Regions from separate parts of the Sus scrofa genome. Here region 1 is linked to region 2. Evidence: chromatin contacts called from public Hi-C data. All regions are on one chromosome and are shown on one strand. The core of a region is the stretch at or near the end of the contact, and the rest is flanking DNA. Distances in the headings are between cores, read along the strand shown. Region 1 overlaps LOC106508196 (a long non-coding RNA gene). Region 2 overlaps CLCN1 (chloride channel protein 1).

Region 1 (6,898 bases), core at 598-3,097, 81 kb before region 2:
GCTGTGAGCTGTGGTGTAGCTCACAGACGCGGCTTGGATCTTTCATTGCTATGGCTGTGGTGTAGGTCGGCAGCTACAGCTCTGATTCAACCCCTAGCCTGGGAATCTCCATATGCCATGGGTGCGGCCCTAAAAAGACAAAAAAGACAAAAAAAAACTTTCCACCCTTGGCTTCAAGATCTGTTCAGCTGCCTGGTTTTCCTCCTGTTTCCTTATTCATCAAAGCCCTCCAAGCACAGAACACACTCACTGTTTGCATACTTCGTTTCCACTGCTAAGGTGACCAACCAACCAGGTTCCAAAACTCAAAAGTCCTGCATCTCAGAAAACCCTCAGATCTGGGCCAACCCAGAGCAATTGGTCACGCCTGCATCACCAAGGCTACATTCAGATTTCAAGCGTTACCTTTCAAGGACAGTCATGATGTTCTCTCCAGGTCTCTTCCCTTGGGAGCAGATATACAGAGGTGAACTTGGAACACACGCACATCTGCCTCCCGCACCTTCCTGTTACCCACATCTTCAGGCCCTGCACACTGCATCTCAGACCTACCTTTGCTGACAGATCTTGATGCTTTATTTTATTCTCTTTAACATAATCATTTACAGGGCCCAATAGCTTGGTCCTCTTTTTATTTTTATCTTCATTTTATTTTATTTTTTGCTTTTTAGGGCCGCACCCACGGCATATGGAGGTTCCCAGGCTAGGGGGCAAATCGGAGCTACAGCTGCCGGCCCACACCACCGACACAGCAACGTGGGATCCGAGCCGCGTTTGGGACCTACACCCAGCTCACAGCAACAGGATCCTTAACCCACTGAGGGAGGCCAGGGATCGCACCCACGACCTCATGGTTCCTAGTTGGATTCCTTTCCGCTGGGCCACGACAGGAACTCTGGTCCTCTTTTTAACTATGGAAAGTTTCCAACAGACAGAGCAGTAGGGAAATAAGAAGATCCTCTATGTAGCACAGCCTCAAGGACAATCACCACGTTGCCAGTACTGCCTATTGAAAGCTTTTGAGTAGGGTTATTCTACGATTCAAATATTCCTAGTAGTTTTTGCCCCCAAAAAATTATGGGTTCTAAAAGTACGAAATTGTAGCGACTTTGTGTCATTTCTCCTAAAAGCCATGGCCATTCTCCGTCTGTGATCTGATCGCCTTCAAACTGGCACCCATGTGTTTTTCTCTGAATTCTTGCTCTTCCAAATCTACTTTGCCCATCCCACCAATGGTTAAGTGGGCCCAGATGGATTTAGCTTAAGTTCCTCTAGAAACAGTTCTGCTTGTTTTGTCTGACTCCTCTGTCTCTTTGGCCATTTGTGATGTGTGCTCAGCAACACAGGCCCTGCAACTGTTCTATTTTCTTATCTCAGAAAGCAGCTGAGCACTTTGATAAGTTTTTCTTCATTTTAAGGAGTTCTACATTAGTTATAAAAATACCTGTTTCTGTTCTCATACCAAAAAAAAAAAAAATCAAGAAGCAAAGTCTTAAAAATCTCTGTATTTTTTTTTTAACAAAACTAGGTTTTCATTAGTTCCCAAATCTCTTTTCCAGTTTTCCCAAAGAAAACTTAAGGATATATCTTTGACTTCTCAGACATTCTCACCCGGGGTGTATTGGCAAATTGGTTCTCTGGAGAAGAAAGAGAGAAAAAGGAAGGAAGGAAGGAAAAAATCTCTGTAGTGTACTATTTTCTAATTCCCACTGTGTGAGTTCCTCCACCATGATGGAATTTGAACTACCAACCAGACGTCCCTGGAAGGGCCGTGTGGAAGAGATGCACACCACCCATGCCCTCTTGCCAGAAGGCACCAAGTCCACCACAACACCCTCTCTTCCTCTCAGGCAAAATAGCAGAAGGATTGAACATACTGATTTCAGAGCCACAGAGCCCAGATTTCAACACAACACTGGCTCAGTGACCTTGGGCAAGTTGCCTAACTCCTCTGAGCCTCAATTTCATCATCTTTAAAATAGGGGTAATAAATGGTTCTGTCTCACGGGGCTACTGTCATAACGTGCACTTAGAACAGTGCCTCGCAAGCTGTAGACAATGTGTAACACATTTCCTGTTATTACTTGGGCTCCAAAATCAAAGGGTGTTATATGAACTTATGGTCACTAGAGGGCAACCTCCTCATTTCTGTAGCACAAACCCTCTCCCGAGAGGGTGAGGGTTGCAACTCAGAGTTCAACAAGGCCTTAATTCCATCACAGAAAGGAACTGGCAAAATTTTCCCCTGTCCTCTTGCAGTTTAAGCATCATATTCTCCTTTGAAAATCCATTAGGAACCCAGCTATTGACCTTTGAGTATAGCCACCTCTAAAGCTCTAGGCAGAAGCTATTTTCAATCAAGGGTTGCTAGTCTTAGCAATGATAAGAAATAAAACCAAAGCCACACTTGTCCCTGTTACAGAAGGGGTTACACCCCTGATATCTGCTCTCCTCTCTCAAAAGAAGACCAGATGGCTTCAAATGTGGCCTCCATTATCACACCACTCCATTCCCAGCCCAGAAAGAAGAATATAAATCAGCTGAGCAACAGTTCAATTCTATAAAGATTGACTGAGCCACTATGTATGTGAGATACCATGCCAGGCAGTAAGGGTAGAAAGGTAAATATGGAGTTCCCATCGTGGCTCAGTGATTAACGAACCCGACTAGCATCCATAAGGACGTGGGTTTGATCCCTGGCCTCACTCAGTGGGTTAAGGATCCCGAGTTGCTGTAGCTGTGGTGTAGTCTGGTGGCTACAGCTCCTATTTGACCCCTAGCCTGGGAATCTCCATATGCCATGGGTGCAGCCATAGAAAGACAAAAAAAAAAAAAAAAAAAAAAAAAAAAAAAGAAAGAAAAGAAAGGTAAATAAGAATCATATAAAAGCAAGGAACTTACCTATCAACAAATCTACTAGATCTTTCCAGAAATAAGATAATTTTTTAATAGACTTGACAACTGACTTCTAAAACTTACATAGAAGAGTAAAGGCATCTACTAGGTAGTAAGGCATACTAACCTCTACTAGATATTAAGGCAATCTACTAAGTTAACAGACTAACAGAACAGGAAAATGAGCATTAAAAAGGATGCATTTATCCATGGGCACTTAAGACAAAATTTCAGCCACATATAAGGGGGGCAAAGGGCAGATTATCCACTAAATGGTACTTGGAATGAGGCTGTTTGGAAGAAAATAAAGTTGGATTAGAAGGTAAATACAAATGGGTAAAAGACCTAAATATGGAAAGTAAAATTATATGATTAATAGAAGAGAATATAAAATAATTTTGTGACTAAAGGGTAGAGAATCTTATTAAACAAGCTCCTGAAAGCTCAAATATTGATTGGCATTCCATTCAATGAAAGTCACAGATGACACAAGTCAAGGAGGAGACATTTACAATGTGGAGACCACTAGCTAGACTACACAGGAAAAACTGGGGTGCGCACACACAAACACACAAATAGGCAGAGGAGGCTCTGAAGGACGACAGGAGATGGACTCACCCGCACTTGTAACCAGAAATATCCAAATTAAAACAATAATAAGATACTATCTCAGGGAGTTCCCATTGCGACACAGCAGAAACGAATCCAGCTAGTATCCATGAGGATGAGGGTTCCATCCCTGGCCTCGCCCAGTGGGTAGGGGAGCTGTGGTGTAGGTCACAGATGAGGTGCGGACCCTGCGTGGCTGTGTCCATGGTGTAGACCAGCAGGTGAAGGTTAATAATAAGGATAGGGAATGCTTATTATCCTCACAAGAACCCCATTGAGGTGTTCCCACCATAGCTCAGTGGTAATGCACCCAACTAGTATCCATGAAGACGAGGGTTCAATCCCTGGCCTCGCCCAGTGGGTTAAGGATCTGGTGTTGCTGTGAGCTGTGGTGTAGGTCCAAGATGTGGATCAGATCCCTTGTTACTGTGGCTGTGGTGTAGGCCAGCAGCTGCAGCTCTGATTTGGCCCTTAGCCTGGGAACTTACATATGCACCACGTGTGACTAAAAATTAAAAAGATAAAAATAAAAATAAAAAACAACAAAGATGAGGACAGATGTGTAGGATCATAGTGTCCTCTGAATTGAATGCGAATGATTAACTTAACTCTCTCTGTACCTGAGGTTAAAACACACACACACACACACACACACCTTTCTCCCTGCAGAAGCTTGCAATACAATGGGAGATTTTGCAAATTCCTATATACCATGACAAGGGCACAGTAAGAGAATATATAGGACAGTTCAAGGACCCAGGAAAGAGACATTTAGCTTAACCTGCAGGTTCACCAAGGGATTCTGGGTGACGGGAGTCTTGAGGAGCAGTAAGGTTTAGGGCTTAAGATTTGGGACAACATTGTAGGTCAACCATGCTCCAATAAAATTAAAAAAAAAAAAAGATTGGGGGCCTGAGTTAGGATCACTGTTGTGCCTCCTACCAGCCTGTATGATTTTTGGCAAGTTATACTCCCAGAGTAAGGACACCTAGGAAACACCCCTCCCTAAGAATATATTCTTAGAACTCAAAGAGCCCATCAGAACCTCACCATCACCTCAGCTCTGATCGAGCCTCTCTCAAGACAGTTCGTATCTCTTTAAGAACCATGCCTCCAACTGCATTTGTCAAGCATGTGTACATTAACCTAAGGGCATAAAAAATGCATCTCCTCACTGATTTGTGTAGAGCATTCAGCGAGGGGGCTGTGGTGTTCTTTTGCAATCCTCAACAAAGGAAAGCAGCAGACATATCATATCAAGGGGTGATCATATCTTGAAAGCAGAAGGTAGTGATGACTGTGCTGCCTTTACAATCAGGAGGGGAGTTCCCATCGTGGCTCTGCGGTAGCGACCCTGACTAGGATCCATGAGGATGCAGGTTGGACCCCTGGCCCCACTCAGTGGGTTAAGGATCCAGCGTTCCCATGAGCTGTGGTGTAGGTTGCAGATGCAACTCAGATCCCACATTGCTGTGGCTGTGGCGTAGGCCAGCAGCTGTAGCTCCGATTCAACCCCTAGCCTGGGAACTTCCATATGCTTCAGGTGTGGCCCTAAAAAGCAAAATAATGAATGGAATGGAATGGAATGGAATGGAATGGAATAGAATAGAATAGAATAGAATAGAATAGAATAGAATAGAATAGAATAGAATAGAATAGTAAAAACCAGTCAGATGCAAAGGGTCTTTTGAGCCTGTGAGTGACTGAAAGTCGGCCCACATGCCATCATTGGCACATGCACTTAGGCTACCAGCTGCTGGATTAGAAACAAAATCCACCAGGCACACACACTGAGTCCGTAACTAGAATGTTATTTTGTCCTAAAGAGGTGACTCTTGGTCCAAGAAAGGGACTTAGTCCCTGGAGAGTTTACAAAACTCAATTGTAAAACACTTGCCAAGTTTGTTCATTTTTCTCACGAAAGGAACACGAAAATCAAAATAGTTGAGTGGCCTGGAATGTGCTTAGGGAATGACCTTGGAAGTAAGGAAGGAAAAGGACATCACAGACATTTTCCAGGCACAAGTCCCACGGACAGAGCTGAATGACATCTTCTCTAGCGGTTTTGAAACCAAAATCTGGTCAGGGAAAGAGACAAGGTGCATTCTTTGAAACCGAGAACAGTTTCCCACCCAGGAAGTGGCCACCCAAGTTTAGGGACAACCTGTTCACCCACAGACGTGTACGCAAATACTCCTGGCAGCATCGTTTCTAATGGCCAACAACTGCAGATAATCCAAATGCCCATCGCCTGGTGCGTGGACAAGCGGAACGTGGTACATCCACACAACCGGATGATTCTAATTCCTCAGAAGACAGCTAGTGACTACCTGACTTCAGAAAGTTCCCTTGTTCCAGTTTTCAGTCAATCCCCACTCCCACTCCCACTCCCAGACTCGGGAGACACCACTAATCTGCTTCCTGTCTTTGCTGAAAAATGTCATAAATGGAATCATATGATGTGGAGTCCTTTGCATCTGTTTTCTTTCCCTTAAGCATATATTTTTGTCACCACTGGGGTTGGCGCCTACTACTGGCATCTACTGGGAAGGAGCCAGGGATGCTGCTAAACATCCTGCAATGAGCAGGACAGCCCCCACCAGGAGAATGATCCCGTCCAGCACGTCACTGGTGCTGAGGCTGAGAAACCCTGCACTGGTGGAAGGAAAGTGAATCGATGAGCCCATGAATCGCTTTTCTAAATCGGAGGATTGTTCTTACTGTCCTCTCAAATCCCAAGAAAAATCTCTAAGGTATTTCAACACCCCTTCCCCCTCCATAATTTGACATTTGTTTCTCTAAAACATTATTTTGAAAGAAGTCCCCAGGATGGGAGAAATATCAGGATTATTCTGTCAGAGGCACTGCAATGCTCTGCAGAGACTGTCCCCCACTTCAGGAATGACCCCCAGCTCATTGGGGGAGGGGACAGAGGACAGTCTGCAGATAAAGCGTCACTTCAGCCAAGGTCAGGCCCTCTTCCCAGGGCAGCTCACATCCCATGAAAGGTTCATGGGGGGTGTAAAGAGCCAGCCAACTCACCCAACTCGGGAAACTCTGAAGGGCCAACCCAGCTCAAGAATTCCTCAGGGGTTGTCTGAGCCTTTGTTAAGACAGCATCACAGGAGTTCCCACCATGGCACAGCAGAAAGGAAGTATCCGTGAGGATATGGGTTCAATCCCCGGCCTCACACATGGGTCAGGAATCCAGCATTGCTGTGGCAGTGGCGTAGGCTGGCAGCGGCAGCTCTGTCACGATATGCACAAAAATAAACTCAAAATGGCTTAAAGACTTAAACACAAGGAGTTCTCATTGTGGCTCAGCGGAAACGAATCTGACTAGTGTGCATGAGGATGAAGATTCAATCCCTGGCCTCACCCAGTGGGTTAAGGA
Region 2 (7,242 bases), core at 1,403-3,902:
CCCAGGAACCTCTCAGTGCCCAGTAAAACGGGGCGAGTAGGCACCATATGACCTCTAACGATGCACCCACTGAGTGTGGTTGGCTGCTCCGCTGGGGACTTGACCGCCTGCAAGTGGTGGGGACCTGAATGGGCCACACCACCTCCCCCAGCTGAGATCCCCCACATGTGAAAGAGAACAGTGCCGTAGTGTCATCTCCGAGGTCAAATGGGACAGCCCTGAAGGGAGCACGCTCCTAGCATGCTGTCCTGTGCTGCAGGCATGGGGGTGGCGGTGACATGCCACCCAGATGGGACTGAGCCCAGATGCCTGTCTCTGCAGCCTACAAGTGGACCTACTACCAGATGCAGCCCAACCTGCCTCTGCAGTTCCTGGTCTGGGTCACCTTCCCCCTCGTCCTCATCCTCTTCAGCGCCCTCTTCTGCCACCTCATCTCCCCTCAGGCTGTCGGTGAGAACTTCCCAGATCCTACGCTGTGATGCATCAACATAACCCCCAAAGCATCACTGGCCTGTGGACCTCGAACTTCCCTCCCTCCCTCTCCCCCCCCCTCCCTCCCCCAACCCCCTGACAGCCCTTTCTCGGCTCTGCCATTGTCCTCCCAGGCCCCCACTGTTTGGATGTCCATCTCCCTTTAACCTCCAGCTTGAACCTGCACAGAATCTTTTTCTTTTTTACGGCTGTACCTGCAGCATATGGAGGTTCCCAGGCCAGGGGTCAAATTAGAGCTGTAGCCGCAGCCCCAGTCACAGCAGTGTGGGATCCTAGCCACGTCTGTGACCCACACCACAGCTCAAGGCAACACCAAATTCTTTAATTCACCGCGTGAGGCCAGGGATTGAACCCGCATCCTCATGGATGTTCGTCGGGTTTGTTACTGCTGAGCCCCAACGGGAACTCCTCCACGGAATCATTTTTAAAAACCCTTTTAGGCTCTGGAATCCCTGAAATGAAGACCATACTTCGCGGGGTTGTCCTGAAGGAATACCTCACCCTCAAGGCCTTTGTGGCCAAGGTTGTGGCCCTGACCGCGGGGCTGGGCAGTGGCATCCCCGTGGGGAAGGAGGTAGGACGCCAGCTACTAAGGGGTGAGCTGGGCAGGGCCGAAGGCAGAGGACGGTGGTGGGGGCTGTGGGGGTGTGGGGAGGGGTGGAGGGAGGGGGATAGTCCGTGGGGCAGGTGTGGGAGCCAGGGCCAAGGGTCATTCCGAAGGGGAGGGACATGGGAGGGTCCTTGTGCTGGGGCGCAGTGACAGAAAACGGAACTGGAGTGTCTTAGAGCAGAATCTCGCATCCTGCGCACTGTTGGTGTTTGTGGCTGAGTACCTCTTGGTACTGGGGAACCATGTGGACATTAGCAGCCTCCATGGCCTTACTCCTACGTGCCGGTAGCAGCCCCCCACCCCCATATGACAGCCAGAATGTCTCCAGACATTACCAAATGTCCCCTGGAGGCAAAATCTACCCCCCAGCTGAGAACCACTGCCTTAGAGATAATGTAGACAAATGCTGCGAAAACTGAGACCTAAAAGAGGCTTTTTTCAAGGTTATGCTTTTTGTTTGTTTGTTTGTTTTGTCTAGGGCTGCACATGCAGCATGTGGAAGCTCCCAGGCTAGGGGTCGAATAGAAGCTACAGCTGCCGGCCTTCGACACAGCCACAGCAACGCCAGATCTGAGCCACATGTGCCACCTACACCACAGCTCACGGCAACTCGGATCCTTGACCCACTGAGTGAGGCCAGGGATCGAACTGGCATCCTCATGGATGCCCATCAGGTTCTTAACCACTGAACCACAAAGATGCTTCACCCACAGAACCTCAAAGTCATGCTATGTGAGCTCTTGATCCACTGCAGCCAGAGTCATCTTTTCAAAGTGCACTCAGGAAGGTCTGGGCTCTGCTCAGGAACCTTTCAGGGCTGTCCATTGCTCCTCTTCCCAGGGCCCAGGGGACCTGTGGTGATCTGGCTCCTCTTGGTCTGGGCTCCTCTCCTCCCAGGCTGCCCGTCCTCCCCTGTGCCTGAGTGAGGACGTACTTCCTGCCCCCCACCAGGGGCTCCCGCCCTTGCTGTTCCCTCCGCCTGGAACAGCCTTCTTTTCACACTGCGTGGCTCATGCCCTGAGTTCACTCGAGGCCCTACTCATTTGCGACCTTCCCACCCCTCCCTAGTTGTCCTGCCTCTCCCTCCTCTTACCCTTCCTCCATGTCTTCATTCTCTGAATTGATAACAGGCTGCCTTTTCCTCTCTCTCTTTCCCGGGATTGAAACTGTGTGAAGGCAGAATTCCTATCCCACTCATTGCCTATATTTCCGGCTCCTGGTACAGTGCCTGGAGCAACCAATGTGGTCCAGAAATGCCACCAAGCCCCCCCCCCCGCCCCGTCTTGCCCCTCCCCCGTCCCGGCCCCTGACCCCTTGTCCCCTCCTCTCTCCCAGGGCCCTTTTGTCCACATTGCCAGCATCTGCGCTGCTGTCCTCAGCAAGTTCATGTCGGTTTTCTGTGGGGTGTATGAGGTAAGGCGGAGAAGGTAGAATGCGGCGGGGCTGCGTGCTCGGAGTGTGGGGTAGGGCTGCCTTGGCTCTGGGTTGGCTGTGATGCTGAGCCGGGCACTGAGCTAACCACGCTCCCGCCTCCCCCGCGCACATCCCCGGCGCCGCCCGCTCCAGCCGCACGAGGCCGCTGTTGAGCCTGTGCGGTCCCGGGACGCCCCTCCCTTCCTGATCCCAGCCCAGCGCCTGGGGGTCCGCACGTGTTCCCGCTCCTCGGCACCCCTGTGTCAGTTTCCCTCCAAAGCAGCCCCGTCCCTTTGTCATTCCCGGTCTCCCCACCTCCCGACCTCTCGCGCACTTGCCGCCCCAGCCCTCCAGCCGTCTGGTCGCTCGCTTCTCTGTTGCAGACCGTGCCTGGGCAGCTTGATCTCCTGGTGTCGGCCTGCGCGGTGGGCGTGGGATGCTGCTTTGCCGCCCCCGTCGGAGGCAAGTCCCCCTTCCTCGCTACCCCGGTGGTCTGAGCACGACTCGCAAGGGAGGGTTTGGGCTGCCACCAGCTTAGGGGGTGGAGAGGGGACTGATGGGTGGGCCTTCAAAGAGTGACCCTGACCACAGCCCCTGGTCTCCAGGCATCCACGCTTTTTTTAACCAGAGGGCTGTGTGTTCTTTTGAGGTTGGTGGCTATTTTTGCCGGCTTTATTGCTGCTGAAGTTCTTCCCTGTCTGTCTTGCTATTGACATTTCTTGCCCTAATTGTCTCCGTCTTGAGCCCCTCTCTGATGATCATTGGCTTACTGCCTTCCGTATATTTGATTTCATTTTCTATGTTTGGCTTCGCGCTATGAAGTTACTTCCTCTTTGCCGAACTAACGAACTTTCTCTTGGCCTAGGGACGGCAGGGGACATGGGCCACTATGATTCCCCGTGACTTAAGCCTCTCCTTCTGCCTTACTCCCCATCCTCACCTCTCCTTTCCTCTTCTGCCCCCCTCCTGTCCCTCCCATCTCGTTCTCTGTCTGTCTCTCCCCTAGTAGCAGCCATACTATTACACTGACATGCTGACGGTGGGCTGTGCCGTAGGAGTCGGCTGTTGTTTTGGGACACCACTTGGAGGCAAGTGATCTACCCCCCTCTGCATCCATCCACTTGGCTGATCTTGCTCCCAAAACCGTTTTTGTCAGCATCCCCAAGCATGAGTACCATCAGTTAAAACAAGAGTATTGCAAGATGAACTTTTTCTGAGCATTTACCACGTGCCGACCGTGTTCTGCGGACGTGACATCCATTCCTGCCCAGAGCCGTGTGAGATAGACATTAAGGCAGAGAGAGAGGAGCGAGTAAGGGGCCTGAGCAAGGTCGGCCTGCTAGTAAATGGAATAGCCAGGAAGGAAAACTGAGGTGGCTTTTGTGCTTCCCCAGCTTATATGAAAACCTTTCTAAAACATTAAAAAATAAAGCCTCGCTCAGTGAGTTAGGATCCAGCACTGTCGAGAGCTGTGGGGTAGGTCGCAGATACCCCACTGACGTTGCTTTGGCTGTGGTGTAGGCTGGCGGCTACAGCTGATTCGACCCCTAACCTGGGAACTTCCATATGGTGCAGGTGCGGCCCTAAAAAGCAAAAACAACAACAACAACAACAAAACCCAACCAAATAATAATAATAATAAAAAACCTTTTTTTTTTTTGCTTTGTAGAGCTATAGTGCATATGGAAGTTCCCAGGCAAGGGATGGAATTGGAGCTACAGCTGCCAGCCTACACCGCAGCCACAGAAACATGGAATCTGAGCCGAGTCTGTGACCTACACCACAGCTCACGGCAATGCCAGATCCAGATTCTTAAGCCCTGATCGAGGCCAGGAATTGAACCTGCATCCTCATGGATACTAGTCAGATTCATTTCCGCTGAGCCATAACAGGAACTCCTAAAACCTTTTCATATTGTTGGATTTTGCTCTTCACTTAATTACATCTCCTAGCCAGGGACTTCTGCGTACGTATGTTCCTGTTCTCTCCCCCTCTCTCTCTTTTGTTGGCCACGCCTGTGGCATCTAGAAGTTCCCCAGCCAGGGATAGATCCTGAACCACAGGAGTGACAATGCCAGATCCTTAACCCACTGAGCCACCAGGGAACTCCTTTTTTCCTCTCTCTTGAATCATTCTTTTTTTTTTTTTTTTATTGACATATAATGTGGAGCTCCCTTCGTGGCTCAGCGGTTAACGAATCCAACTAGGAACCATGAGGTTGAGGGTTCGATCGCTGGCCTTTGCTCAGTGATTTAAGGATCTGGTATTGCCATGAGCTGTGATGTAGGTCACAGACGTGGCTCGGATCCCACGTTGCTGTGGCTCTGGTGTAGGCTGGCAGCTACAGCTCCGATTGGACCTCTAGCCTGGGAACCTCCATATGCCGTGAGTGAGGCCCTAGAACAGACAAAAAGACCAAAAAAAAGAAGAAGAAGAAGTATAATGTACTATGCACTTTCTTCTTCAAGGGAAGACTTACCTTGGTTGTGTGTTAAGGACGTGGGAGGTTAGGTGGACCTTATTTAGATTAATGATCAGCTTTAAATGAGGACTATAGATGAGAATTAAAGGGTCATTATTCTTTGACAGCAAGTTAAAGTTGAGTTTAGCTCTTCCTACAAGTATGAAACAAAGGGCAGCCTTTCAGATTATTTTCCTTGTCCTGGATGACTAACATGTGGGTGTGGTCAGAGAAAGCAGTCATATCTGTTTATTTACCCATTGATAACAGTTGTAACCAGGTTAACAGAGCAGGGATATAGAGATCATTCATCAGATCCACTGGAGATAAAAAGGACACCATGTTGACAGTGGGAGAGACAAAACTGCAGAAAAGCATATGCTTTCTAAATGCACCAGCTGTCAGAGGTATCCTTCAATTGTGAAAATGTAATCGGCCCTTTCATAGAGGAGGCTTCAGGAAGCTAAAATGACTTGGCTCCGGACTGATAAATGGAGAAGCATTTACAGTTAATGAAAATGTAGCATGCTGTCTTGGACTGACAGCGCACCAATGCACAGCATAGGGAAGTCAGGTCAGCAAAGGCATCAGCCAGCATCCTGTTTGCACTTCCGTTGTCAGCTCTTGTCATTAAAGTCATTAGTCCCCAGCAGTGAAGGGCAGTGCATTAGAATTTGTGCACACATTAAATGTTCACTCTAACATTTCTACCCACTTTCGCCTTTATTTTGTCTTTCGCCTTGCAAATCCAGCAGGGGGGCAAACAGACCATCACAGCCCACTCAGAGGAGCATCCCAGTGGCAGCCTGGGCAAAGTGAAAGGAACACAGTGAAGGCGTTATATTCTGGAGGGAGGAGAGAACATTGCTCTGTTGAGATGTAAAGGACTAGAATTTCCATAGGTGAGCGTCGCTAGAGGATACAGGGAAGGAAGGGCAGGAAGTGAGTGTGGACAGGTACACAGGGGCTGAATCATGAAGTTCCTCGTAGGAAATATACAAGAATGTAGATTTCACTCTCTAGGTGAGAATTTGCCCAAATGTGTGTGTGTGTGTGTGTTTTAATGCAATGAATTTTATTACATTTATAGTTGTACAATGATCATCACAACCCAGTTTTACAGCGTTTGCATCCCAAACCCCCACCCCCCAGCCTCCCCACCCCCAACCTGTCTCCTTTGGAAACTGTAAGTTTTTCAAAGTATGTGAGTCAATATATGTTCTGCAGAGAAGTTCATTGTATCCCTTTTTTAGATTCCACATGTAAGTGATAGCTTGTGACGTTGGTGTCTTGCTGTGTAACTCACTTTATTTAGCATAATTTCTAGATCCATCCACGTTGCTGCCAATGCCATTATTTCATTCCTTTTTACGACTGAGTAATATTCCACTTCGTATATGTACCACATCTTTATCACTCCTCTGTTGATGGACATTTAGGTTGCTTCCGTGTCTTGGCTATTGTATATCGTGCTGCAGTGAACACTGGGGTACATCTATCTTTTTGGACCAGGGTTTTCTCCAGATAGTGCCCAGGAGTGGGATGTCCAAATGTGTTTTACAGAATATAGTTCTTCATGGGGTTAGCAGATAGTACTAATAAGGTAACAGTGTTCCAAGATCAGATAAGTTGGAAAATGTTGTGTTAAACACATAGTTTTTCCAACTGGAAGAGTTATCAGAGCATTTGCAATGCTGACATGCATTGTGAGTTCCCCAAATGCGGCTGAAATTCAGCATTTCCTACAGGATCTTTGGCAAGGACCTTCTTCGGGGACTCACAGTATCTCAGACCTGGCCTTGAGAAATGCTGTCACGAACGGGGGCCATGGACGAATTTTGAACAAGGAAGTGCTGTGGTGCTGTGGCCAGCTTTGGCAGCTATGTGCGGGATAGAACTGGCCTGTGGATTAACGGGATTTATCCAAGATTAACAAGAAAGACTATTGTCACAGTCCTGATGCTAGATGATGAGAGAGTGAACTGGGCAGAGGCAGAAGAGAGAACAGGATGATATATACGGGAGATAGAAAATAAAAGGGATGGGACCGGCTGGCTGACTCATATGAGGATGTGAAAGGTAAGAAAGGAAGATGCAGCCCGGCTGGGGTCAAATTTGACAGCAAGGAGAATCGGGCACGTGGTGATGCTGCAGGCAAGATAGGGACTCTAGGAAGTGAAACAGGTCTGGGGCAGTTGATAATTGCACTTTGACTATGGACAGTGAGGTCAGAGAGGCAGCTGGGTTGCTGAGACGGAAGTTGCGG

The links. Hi-C and Micro-C count contacts between places; a contact is called where the count stands out from the background.
Region 1: a contact with region 2 is called in a Hi-C map of liver, with 4 times the contacts expected there. The contact joins two enhancer-like sites. A contact is called at or near these places in 3 of 47 Hi-C or Micro-C datasets (blood, liver and skeletal muscle).

What each region holds. Positions count from the first base shown.
Region 1 is chr18:7,009,005-7,015,902 of Sscrofa11.1, reverse strand. The region is part of intron 1 of LOC106508196 (a long non-coding RNA gene); the gene reads right to left. Among named protein-coding and RNA genes, the nearest start is that of GSTK1, 13 kb to the right of the region's middle. Within about 2 kb of position 1,847, at least 11 of the 83 cell types and tissues checked have an H3K27ac peak or open chromatin away from gene starts, as enhancers often do. A contact at or near this core is called in liver, where this site is marked.
Region 2 is chr18:6,928,776-6,936,017 of Sscrofa11.1, reverse strand. It overlaps CLCN1 (chloride channel protein 1), which reads left to right. Exons shown (of 21, transcript XM_021078562.1): 4 at 322-450; 5 at 933-1,066; 6 at 2,438-2,515; 7 at 3,525-3,603. Among named protein-coding and RNA genes, the nearest start is that of CLCN1, 9.1 kb to the left of the region's middle. Within about 2 kb of position 2,652, at least 53 of the 83 cell types and tissues checked have an H3K27ac peak or open chromatin away from gene starts, as enhancers often do. A contact at or near this core is called in liver, where this site is marked.